Regions from separate parts of the Mus musculus genome. Here region 2 is linked to region 1. A link is a contact called in public promoter capture Hi-C data. All regions are on one chromosome and are shown on one strand. The core of a region is the stretch at or near the end of the contact, and the rest is flanking DNA. Distances in the headings are between cores, read along the strand shown.

Region 1 (6,031 bases), core at 3,022-5,521:
GATCTCTGCCATCCCTCACTGACCTTCACTGCCCATTCATTGGCTCATCACCCCCTCATTAAGGCTCACTCACTTCCGTATTAAGCCCCAGCTCATTGCTCCCCAGAACCTTCCCACTATTCCTAGTGCACTGCCAGGGCACATGGCCCCTTTGCATGCGTAAAGATATACCTTTATCTTCCCTAAACCAGAGGCCACAGTTGGAAGGGTGGTAGGCTCGGTAACTAACAACTCATTGTACCAAGACCTGCACCCCTGAGTCTTGGTCCAGACTGGCCCCTAGTTTTCCCTTCTTAGTCCTCGACCCTGCTGACCCCTCCTGCAGCCCTGGGCTATCCCTTATGGACTTCACGCCTGTTCTTCCCTTTGCAGGTTTCCTACATGCCCCGGATGTGCTTCCCTTATCAAACCTTGTCCCCAGCCCACCAGCAGAGCTCAGATGAGGAGGAGGGTGAGAGGCAGAGCCCTCCCCTGGAGGTGTCTGATGGAGAAGCTGATGGCTTGGAGCCTGGGCCAGGTCTTCTGCACGGGGAGACAGGTAGGGTCCAGCATCACCGATCCAGTGACTGTAGCTGCATTTACATTTATGAACCTTGCATATTCCTAGCCAAGGTCAACTGGCCCAGCAGCCATGTTTCAGAGGTGTGTGTGTGTGTGTGTGTGTGTGTGCATGTGCATGTGCATGTGTATGCACACATGCGTGTTTGTGGATGCTTCTCTACCTGTACAGGTCTCTAAGTCTGTCTGTATTGTGAATGAACAGGCATCATTTCAAAGTGCGTGAGAGTCTGTGTGTGCATCAGTATTGTGTAGGAGTGTGAATGGGAGACTGTATGTATATCTGTGAAGGCCTGGGTGTATACAGGACTGTGAGTGTGTGAGGTCATGTGTGTGAGTACCTGTGAATGTGTGAAGGCCTATGAGTGTGGGAGGAAGGCCTGTGAGTGTGTAGGTCTTGTGTGTGAGTGCCTGCGTGTGAAGGCCTTTGGATAGGCATGTAGATATGTGAGAGCAGATATGGGTATATGTATGGATACACGTGACATATCTATGAGGATTTGTATATATGGAGGGGTGTGCACTTGAGTGGGAGTGGGCACGTGTGTGCTTGCACCTACCATGGCTGGGAGGAGCTGGTGGGAGGGTCCCCATAAAATCCTTGCATCCTGTCCACACACCACTTGGTTGCCCATCTCTCACAGGCAGCAAGAAAAAGATTCGCCTGTACCAGTTCCTGCTGGACCTGCTGCGCAGCGGCGACATGAAGGACAGCATCTGGTGGGTGGACAAGGACAAAGGTACCTTCCAGTTCTCGTCCAAGCACAAGGAGGCGCTGGCGCACCGCTGGGGCATCCAGAAGGGCAACCGCAAGAAGATGACCTACCAGAAGATGGCGCGCGCGCTGCGCAACTACGGCAAGACAGGCGAGGTGAAGAAAGTCAAGAAGAAGCTCACCTACCAGTTCAGCGGCGAGGTGCTGGGCCGTGGGGGCCTGGCCGAGCGGCGCCTCCCGCCCCACTGATCGCCCGCAGAGACCGCCAGGCTCCTGGACCCCGCCGGCCATAGCATTAACCCGTCGCCCGGCCCGGACACAGGGAGGACATTCCCAGGGCCGAGGCAGGACTGGGGGCCCGGCCTCGCCCTCCCATGCCCGGCCTGGCCCGCCCCACCCGCTTTGCCTCCCACCAGGACTCTAGCCCGCTCCAAGGGCCGCCTGGGCCTCGGACCTCAACCGAGGGTCAGCCTGGCTTAGTGGCCACGGTGCTTCCTTGGGAGTCTGGCGCTGGCACCTTTTTGTATATTGAATGCTTTTTAAAAAGCTCTTCCTCCCCACCCCCTCATTAGTCACTAAAGACAAGTAAAATTATTGACAGCTATTCTCCCAGAGAAGTGTCTCATTCAAGAGTTTGCGTGTGCCGGGTCCAGGGGGCGTCCCGTGTGCACGATCTCTTATTTGTCTAGAGAGCATGTTTCCAAAGCTGGGCCCTAGGGACACGGGGACCATGGACACACAGCGCTTGTTTCTAGTGAGATAAGTCTTGGCTTGTTATCAGGGCTCAGGGATCATACTGAAAAGTCCTTAGCAATCTTCTGAGTGAGACACCATCCAAGAGTGGTGGTGGTGGTGGCCGCAGCAATAAGCACAGGTGTTTCTGATCATATAGCATCTGTCAACTTTACCGGCTGTACCGTCTCTCTAGCCTGGCCACAAAGCATTCTTAATGGAGACTCCACAAGCACAGCCTTCCCTTCAAAGCACTCCCAGGGGCCACAGACAAGGGACATCTATAAACATCTTGCTTCATTTAGGTGACGTAGACAGAATGTAGGCAGGTGGTGGCAGACAGGGAGTGAGGACATCTCCTAATGTCTGCACACCTCAGGAAACACAAACCCTAGGGTGTCACACTATAGGGGGAAAGACCCCTGCACACCTCCTGGCTATGTGGGTCCCTCATAGCCCACGCTGATGTCCCCTAGTCAGACTGCCGAGTCTCAAGAGAAGGCTATGGCATGTGAGCTGACGACAGCTCAGTAAGAGAGCAGCAGTTTTTTAAAAGTATTTTTTAATTCATTTATCGTGTATGTGTGTGTGTGTGTGTGTGTGTGTGTGTGTGTGTGTGTGTAAGAGTGTGCACACTTGCCACAGCATAAATGTGGAGGTCAGTGACAACTTGCAGGAGTCAGTTCTCTCCTGCCACCAGTGGACCCCAGAGGTGGAACTCAGGTCACCAGGCAACAGACACCTTTACCAACTTGGTTCTTCTTCTTCTTCTTCTTCTTCTTCTTCTTCTTCTTCTTCTTCTTCTTCTTCTTCTTCTTCTTCTTCTTCTTCTTCTTCTTCTTCTTCTTCTTCTTCCTCTTCCTCTTCTCCTTCTCCTTCTCCTTCTCCTTCTCCTCCTCCTCCTCCTCCTCCTCCTTCTCCTCTTCCTCCTCTTCCTCCTCCTCCTCCTCCTCTTCCTCCTCCTTCTTCTTCTTCTCCTTCTTCTTCTTCTTCTTCTTCTTCTGGCTCTCAAACACCAGTTCCTTAAACATTTAAACAAATTTTTTGCCTGCGTATATGTATGTGTGCCATGTGTGTGCCTGGTGCCTGCAGTCTAGAAGAGGGGTGTTGGGTCCCCTGGAGCTGGAGTTACAGATGGTTGTGAGGTATTGTGTGGGTGCTTGGACCGGAACCTGAGTTCTCGGCAAGAACAAGTGCTTTTAATCACTGAGCCTTCTCTTCCAGCCCCAGACCAGTTCTCTGGACGACTCGGAGATAAGCATAGCAGTGCATACCCAGAATAGCAGCACTTAGGTTGAGGCAGGAGGATTGTCATTGGTTTGAGACCAACCTGGATTGCTAGTTATAGCTTCAACACACACACTCATGCACATGACTTAGGAGCAGGTGATATGACTCTAAAGTAACTAAAATTGGGTGGAAATCACGGCTAGGTTTCTATTGACTGGAAAATGCTTATATGTGAACTCCCTCCTTCTGGTATAAGCTATCTATTCTAGTCTAGAATTCCTTAATGGAGATCCCCGTCATTTACTTTTTCCCCTGTTACACCTGATGAGCCTGATCCAACTGAGGGTCACAGAACAAGAACAGTGGCAGTGGGGTGGCAGCTGGGGGGATTTGGAATGCTCTGCATTCATCTTTGGTTAGTCCTTGTGACTTTAGCAAGAGCTAGCTCTGCTCCTGTCCTCTACTTGGGAGGACATTTAGAGATCCACTCCCATGCCCTCGCCTGCAGGCTCGCCTAGTTTGTCCCTTGTGTGTGTGGGGTGGGGTGGGGGGGACTAACTCCCAGCAGATTCCCTCCCTGCCTAACCCTCCGCCAAGCCCACTCAGGATTCCGTGGTCCAAGGCCAGCCCCTGCCCCTTGTGGTGCAGTAATGTGTGCCAAAGCTCTGCTGACCAAAAGAACAACAGCAGCTAGCCCTGGATACCCTCTCTCCCACCCAGCACCTGTGCCCTCGATCTTTAGCTGTGGGTGTCACGGGCCAAGAGCACCTCGACAGTGTAATTTTCTGGTGGCTGGATACACAGACAAAGGTGGGGCTACCCCTGAGATCCATGGAGGAGTGGAAGGGCGGAAGCTATCCAGTCCTGCTGGGGGTGGGGAGGAGAAGCCAGAGGACCAAGTGGCTCTATCTTCTCCATGAAGATACCTCAGCTGGATGGAATTTGTCTATATTTAGCAGGTGGCTAGCAGGAGGCTGATAAGCAGGGCTGGGGAGGGGGCAGTCCTCATAAATAGTGAGAACACAGGACACTGTTCAGTCCCTCCTTGGGTGGCCTGCTTGATGCCTGGTGTGACTGTTCTCAAGATGCCGGAGCCAGGGAAGAAACCAGGTAGCTCCACGTAAGGGTTTGGGTCAGTGGTGCACACGGCTTGTGGGCAGGGTTAGGTACCGGTGTAGGATGAGGCCTGTGGGTTCCAGGAAGGGACAGGATGGTCCTCTTTGGGCTTTGTCTAATTCTCTGCTTCATTCCCCATCCCTCTAATGAGATCAAGGATAAACTCGGTGTCAGGGCCACTGAGAGATGACTTCACTAAGTCAGGAAGAATCCAGGGTCAACAGCCCATTCTGTCTGGACCTGTATTTTCTTCTTCAGCCAGGGTCCTCAATTCAAGGAGCTCAATTTAGGCTCCAGTGGAGCTGAGCCCCTGAGCTCAGTTTCTAAGGGTACTGAGATGAGGGGGTAGCGACCCTTTCCAGCTCTGAGTGTCTGCCACATGAGCTGGAAACCCTAGGGTATTCACATGAGACCTGGCTCCAGATGTGGGGGGACAGTGCCTCTCTTCTCTGGAATAGAACAGGCAAGCCAAGGACAAAGACTGTAGCCAAAGACCTGGACCAGGCCAACACCCTTGCAGAGGTCATGGGGTCAGGGATCCAGTCCCCAGCCCCCAGGCCCCTGCTGCCTTATCTCAATTGCTCATTCTTAGTCTGAAGCCCTCAGAGGACAAATTTAGCTATATCCCAAGTAGGCAGAGTGCTGGGGCCCTTGCCAAGGGTTCCACAATGGGAAGGGAGGCTGGGCCTACCACTGGTGTTCCCAAGCAGGAAGGTAGGGACGTCTTATATGGTGGTGGGGACAACAGCCTGGACTCTTTCATCTGTCATTAACCTCACCTGACCTGAGACATAAATATGGCTGCACCCACCCCATAGAACTGTTGGAGCATTAAACAAGTAGCTTGGGGTGTGCTTACTACACAGTCTTCTTGAAGAAGGGTGTCGGGGGTGGGGTACCAGGGAGCCTACTTCCTGCAAGTTCCATCTGGCTCTTCAGTGTCAGCCTTCAACAAGAAGCCAAGGTCAGCGGAGGTGACCGCTGGCAGTGCTGCCGTGTTCGAGGCTGAGACGGAGCGGTCAGGCGTGAAGGTGCGGTGGCAGCGGGATGGCAGCGACATCACCGCCAATGACAAGTATGGTTTGGCAGCAGAGGGCAAGCGACACACACTGACAGTGCGGGATGCGAGCCCTGATGACCAGGGTTCCTACGCGGTCATTGCAGGCTCCTCAAAGGTCAAGTTTGACCTCAAGGTCACAGAGCCAGGTAAGAGCTTGCTGACCTCGCCCCGGGGCCCTGAACTCAGAGTCCGGGGCATGGACTCTGGGCACTGGCAATGCTGTAAGCCAGAAATGCCCGTTCTGCTCTTCTGCTCCAAGATCTCTCTAAGCATTAGTTGTGGCTGCAGCTCTTTCTGCACTGTGGAGGTGGGAACCCGAGAGCGGTGTTCTAGGAAGGGTCCACTCCCATAGCAGACCCAGAGCCTGGTCACCCAGATAAGGACTTGGCTAGCTGTATGTGTTAGTGGGGAAATCCTAAGAGCTTGGTGGTGGTGGTGCTGGGTCAAGGCCAAAGCTCGGAAAGGGACAACAGATGGACCACAATGCTGCTCAGAGCAGAAATCTGGACATGGGACAGGTGGATCGTGAGTGCTGGAGGACGAGAAGCAAGTTGGCTCCTCTTCTTGGAGTGAGGCCAGTGGCTAAAAGAGCCTAGGATACTGCTGTACAAGTGGAATGT
Region 2 (5,499 bases), core at 2,197-4,696, 510 kb after region 1:
CTGAGGTGACACTGTTAACATTCCAAGACCAGCCTGTACTGTACATTGGTAGAGTGCTTGCCTAGCGTGCATGAAGCCATTCGGATCCCCAGTACCTCACAAACTGCATAAACTGGGCATGATGGCACGTGCCTGTAATCCCAGCCCTGGATGAGGATTGATTGGGAAAGGCAGAAGCATCATAAGTTCAAGGTTATCAGCTACAAGCCGGGCAGTGGTGGCGCACGCCTTTAATCCCAGCACTTGGGAGGCAGAGACAGGCGGATTTCTGAGTTCAAGGCCAGCCAGGGCTACACAGAGAAACCCTGCCTCGAAAAAACCAAAAAGGCTATCAACGACATAGTAGATTCAAGCCTAGGTTACACGAGACCATGTCTTTAAAAAAAAATCCACACAATACAGGGAAAGAGGGAGGGAGGGAGGGAGGAAGAAAGGGAGGGAGGGAAGTAGGAAGGAAGGATTGGCATCTTGAGTAGCATAAGCCCAAAGGAAAGATAAACACTAGAGCAAGATGCACACTCTCCTAAATACATAACTTTTAAAAACAAACATAACACAGGGAAAATAAGATGACAAATGAAACAATAATTACAAAATAATGAGTTACTAAAAATAAACTCCATACAATCACAGTCTTCATCACAATTAATTATTAACATACTAAACTACAAAGGGACCCTGAAATCCAAAATCTTAAGACTTAGTTGGGATTGAGATATAGTTTAGTGTTAGAGCAGTTGCCTAGTTCAAGGCCCTCTATTTAATCTGCAACACCACAGTAATAATAAAGTTGGGATTTGGGCTGGTGAGATGGCTCAGTGGTTAAGAGCACTGACTGTTCTTCCAAAGGTCCTTGAGTTCTGACTGCCCTGTAGCTTAAGAGAGTCCCCCTTGCCTCTGCCTTCGGAGAGATCTACGGTAACCCAGATGAGCCTCTAGTTCCACATGATGCTCCTGCCTCCACTCCCTGTGTGCTGATGTTACAGATGTTACCACTACACCTGGCCCTCTTCTCTCACCTCATTCCCCGTGGGATCACTGAGTTTACTGCTCTTCAAGCCCACAGGCCTCCCTGCTGTTCCTCAGGTCAACCAAGTGTTTGCCCACCTCAGCATCCCTGCACCTACATCTGTTCCCAAAGCCGGGTTTCGACCCTCCCTCTGTGTCTGATTCCTCATCCTCTTCCTCCCATCTCTGCCTAACCTGCTTGAGAAAAGGCCGATGCCAGCCCCTCTGACCACTGGCTTTAGTTGACTCGTCCCTTACAGTCTCCCTCACTCTGCTCTCTCCTCAGAGCTGTTATCAAGGACATGCATTCTAGATATGTTTATTGGCATAGCCCCCCTCTAGGAAGGCAGCTTTCTCAGGACCACCTATTTGAGTTCCTGCTGAGTACCCCTCCAAGTGCTGTCTAGGACACAATAGGCATTCAAGAAATGTATGCTAAGTGGCTAAATGAATGTTCTTTCTGTACCCAGGACTTCTGCTGGGCTAGATTCGTTGAGCAGATATTAATGATCACTGGCAAAACTCTCTCTCTCTCTCTCTCTCACTTGCTCTCTCACTTGCTCTCTCTCTCTCTCTCTCTCTCTCTCTCTCTCTCTCTCTCTCTCTCTCTCTCACACACACACACACACACACACACACACACACACCTCAGATCTCAACACCATGAAAACTTTTATGTTCTTTTTACCTTCAGAAAAGCTTCAGCCACTTACCTGGGGTCTTCTGACTTGTAAGTGCCCGGGCTTGTGCCTGTACCACATGCCTGCTAACCCCCATCCCAGCTGTTTCCCTAGCCCAAGACAGAAAGCCTTACCAGCACAGAACATGTTGTCAGTAATTCGAATCCGGGTGGAGGCCTTGCACACTGGCCGCTCTACAATGGGCAGGTTCACCACCTGCAGGACGCTGGGCTGTATCTCATTGATGTTGGTTGTCCATGTCTCCCGAAGGTTGCCCCAGCCTGTCACCCGCCCTTTATAACCAGCCCGGAGCAAGCTTTAGGGAGAGAGAAGGACCTGATGAGAATTGTCCCTGACAGCCTTCTAGAAAATGACTTTTGCATTTATACCATGGAACTGAACCCTGCAAATGATTGTCAGGCCCCAAGGTTCAGAGCCCAGGCCAAATCACAACTGAGACCCTAGTGCTGACCTGGTTACTGTCTGCTTGTCTGGCAAACACACGGGGTGAATATAGTCACTGAAGGGTACAGGTTTCTTTAGCTTGAGCAGAGCGATATCGCGGTCTAGGTTCTCCCGCCAGTTATATCTGGGGTGGACGTAGATCTTTTCCAGCATGGAGATCTTTTCAACATTCCGCTCATATCTGTGCAGACCCCAACAGAGAAGAACCACTCATGAGATCCTCAGCTAACTGAGCACGGTCACACACAGTCTTCTGAGTCATGTGGGCCCACAGAGATAGGCACATGCTACATGTACTGCTCCAATAGTCACAATTTAAAGAGACTTCCACCTGGACCATGTTCTCCTGTCTGGAGTGGGCCAGGGCCTGGCCATACGGGCTTGCCCAGTGAGGATGCTGAAAGCTCATACTTGTGGGTCCCATGTACCCCAGAGCCTCCAGAGCCCCCGATGAGCACTCAGAACCCAGCCAATCACCAGCAGGCATTTGCTTCATACCTGGTTCGGGAATGCTTGCCAATGCGCACCAGGAGGTCATTCTCAGTGAAGTTCTTGTCCCAGGGTGGGTACAGAATGCAGTGGGCAGCAGTGAGGACCCATCGGTCACTGATAAGGCTGGCCCCACACAGCAGCTCTTGGGGACTCTTCCGAAAAAGCATCACCTGCCTAACGGGAAGCAGAGTGCATTAGGAGCTGGAGCCCAGCCCCTAACAGCCTTGGAAATGGGAAAGGCTCTTAGATGAAGAGTACTGGGCTAGGATGGTGTCGCAAGCCTGTAATCCTTGCACTTGGGATGTGGAAGCAGGAGCATCAGAAGTTCGAAGTAAGCCTCTGCTATATAAGACCTCCCCTCGCCCCAAAAGTAAAGATGAAAGAAAGAAAGAAAGAAAGAAAGAAAGAAAGAAAGAAAGAAAGAAAGGAAGGAAGGAAGGAAGGAAGAAAGGAAGGAAGGAAGGAAGAAAAGGAAGAAAGACAGATAGTGGGACAGGGTTGCCTCCAGGGCTCAAATCTCGGATTGATTTGGCTGCCGTAGAAGACCAGAGCTCTATCAGGGTAGACCGTATAGTTTAGCACAGCTCTAGATCAGAATTGGATACAGTCCTGACTATGCAGCGTGCCTGAGGATGAGTCACGTAAGCTCGCTTGGCCTCATCTCTGACAATTACTCGGCAGACATGGCAAAGCTGGCTGAGGTAGCTCTGGGGGAAATTAGAGAGTGGGTGCTAGCGTCATCTGTGGAGCCAGGTCCTGCAGCGGCCGTGGGTGGGGCAGGCCTGTAGATCAGTCCAGGACGCACCAGGGGGCGATACCCTTCTCAGCGTCCCAGCCCTCCACGATGCGCCCGTCTATGTAAGAGTCAAGAAGCTCCTTTTCGGTTGTGTCTTTCAACGACTTCTTCTCGAACAAAGGCCGCAGGCCACAGTCTGCAGAGCAAGACAGACGGTGAGGGGCCCATCCTGGCCTCCAGCCTCGTGTCCCACTGAGACGCGAGTGTCTCACCTGCCTCCCCAAGGCCGAAGGTCTTCTCATTGAAGAAGGTGTGGAACTCCGCATCGGTGGTGCGTCCCGCGATGGACTCGTCCACATCATAGTTCTCCTCTCCCACCGCCTCCTCTGTAGAGACCCGGCAGTGGCTGGGACCTCAGACCTTCCCAAGACCCCAGGGGCATTGGAGGGCGTTTGACTCCGAGGTTAAGAGTCTAGGCACACCTGCCAGCCAACAATTTCTCAGGGCCTCCGTCTACTCATCTATGAAACAAGAATAGGACCTACCCCTAGCCAGGTTTCTGTAAGGCTGTAATGAACCCACTTGTTTTCAATCCTTGCCCCTGCCCTGCTCTATGAGCTCCGCTCACCGCAGTAGTTGAGGTTGCAGTATTCAAAGTCGCCAGGCTGCCCCGCAACATAGCACCATGCGCCCTCCTCATCCCAGTCTGGGTTGCGGCAGAAGTTTTCCACGAGTTTCACCTCGGGGTCGAAGTCTTGGTACTTGCTCAGGGTCTTGGCTGGTAAGCTGTTCCAGGGCAGGCAGGGGGACCCAAGTGTTGTCACAGCCAAATTCCCCTGGTATAGTCGGCCACGCTCAGTGAGGCACTGTCCCAGTGGAGGTGACAGATTGTCCTTGGAACCTCCAGAGCGAGGAGTCATCACCACAGTGGTACGGCCCTCCTGGCCTGGTGAAGAAGGATACAGAAGGCAAAGTTGGGGGGAACTACACGTAGACCCGAGGGAGATTTGAATCCCTGTCCTGGTGGATCACTCCCGTGTGACTTCAGGCAGCCTAAGCACTCCTAGCCTCAGCAACCTCCCTTCAAACAGAGTGCGCGTGCCAGTCTTACCTAATAGTTGATGGAAGAATGAAATATACACAGCAGAAATATCTGGTGCAGAGTGAGTCAAGCAGCAGGACCCCTTGGGCGCTTAGACTATCTTCAGTCTGTTGGTAGGGTCTGCCTGGAGTCAATTTGTGTAAAACTTTGTTGCTTTTTAGGGTTTTGTTTTTTTAAAGTTGTTTTTTTTGGGGGGGGGGGCGCTTTTTGTTTGGTTGGTTTCGAGACAAGGTTTCTCTGTAGCATTGGCTGTGCCAGAACTCACTCTGTAGATCAGGCTGTCCTGGGACTCCCTGAGCTCCACCTGCCTCAGCTTGGCAGGTGCTGAGATTGAAGGTGTGCACCGCCACCACCTGGCTCGGATCTCAAGTTTTAATTGGACACAGTAGAAAGGCTGTCGGGTCTGCTAGGAAGGTCTGTGTGGACCAGGGTGCAAGCTTGCAGGTCAGTTTCAGCGTCCCACAAACACGGACAGAGGCAGTCTAGCTAAGCAGCTGGTGTGTGTGGGGGGGTGTTGTTTGTTTGCTTGTTTGCTTTGTTTTACAGATCACTGGTGATTTGCTTTAAGGGCTGTCTCAGGTGGAGCATAGCTGACAAAGAACCGGCTCTGAACCTGCAGCTAGGGACCAGGCATTCTCTACCATTAACTTACAGCCCCTGGGCCTCTTTTTTCTGTTTATTTTGAGACACGTTCTCAGTAAGCTGCCGAGGCTGGCCTTGAACTTTAAAACAAAAATTTTGTTTTCATTTTTATTCATGTCTCTTATGCTACAGATATGTGTATTTGTGGTGTGTGTGTAGATGCTTGTCAAAAGACCATTAGATCCCCTGGAGTTGAAGTTATAAGGAGCTGTGAGCCACCTGACATGGATGCTAAGACCTGAGTTATTGCCTCTGCAAGGGAAGCAGATACTCTCAACTGCTGAGCCAAGTCTTCAACCCAGGCCTTGAACTTTTGCTCTTCCTGCCTCAGCATCTCCATGAGTTGGCATCATACCGAATGGGCCTGCTTGTGG

Evidence for each region. Promoter capture Hi-C pulls out the DNA fragments that hold promoters and counts their contacts.
Region 2: a promoter capture Hi-C map of hippocampal neurons shows a contact between it and region 1, with 2.6 times the contacts expected there. The contact joins the enhancer-like site here to the promoter of Mybpc3 in region 1. A contact is called at or near these places in 7 of 39 promoter capture datasets (the C10 cell line, embryonic stem cells, hematopoietic stem and progenitor cells and 3 more), 2 of 484 Hi-C or Micro-C datasets (both in embryonic stem cells), 1 of 115 datasets of contacts at active chromatin or transcription factors (extraembryonic endoderm stem cells) and 1 of 9 other capture datasets (embryonic stem cells).

Annotation. Positions count from the first base shown.
Region 1 is chr2:91,113,873-91,119,903 of GRCm38.p6, forward strand. Mybpc3 (myosin binding protein C, cardiac) reads left to right here and starts at 4,272. Exons shown (of 35, transcript NM_008653.2): 1 at 4,272-4,345; 2 at 5,291-5,557. The coding sequence starts at 4,297. Spi1 (spleen focus forming virus (SFFV) proviral integration oncogene) reads left to right here. Exons shown (of 5, transcript NM_011355.2): 4 at 373-538; 5 at 1,203-1,887. The coding sequence ends at 1,522.
Region 2 is chr2:91,626,500-91,631,998 of GRCm38.p6, forward strand. F2 (coagulation factor II) reads right to left here. Exons shown (of 14, transcript NM_010168.3): 7 at 4,010-4,327; 8 at 3,654-3,767; 9 at 3,451-3,577; 10 at 2,652-2,819; 11 at 2,161-2,334; 12 at 1,823-2,004. Among named protein-coding and RNA genes, the nearest start is that of F2, 7.2 kb to the right of the region's middle. Within about 2 kb of position 3,447, at least 23 of the 459 cell types and tissues checked have an H3K27ac peak or open chromatin away from gene starts, as enhancers often do. A contact at or near this core is called in hippocampal neurons, where this site is marked.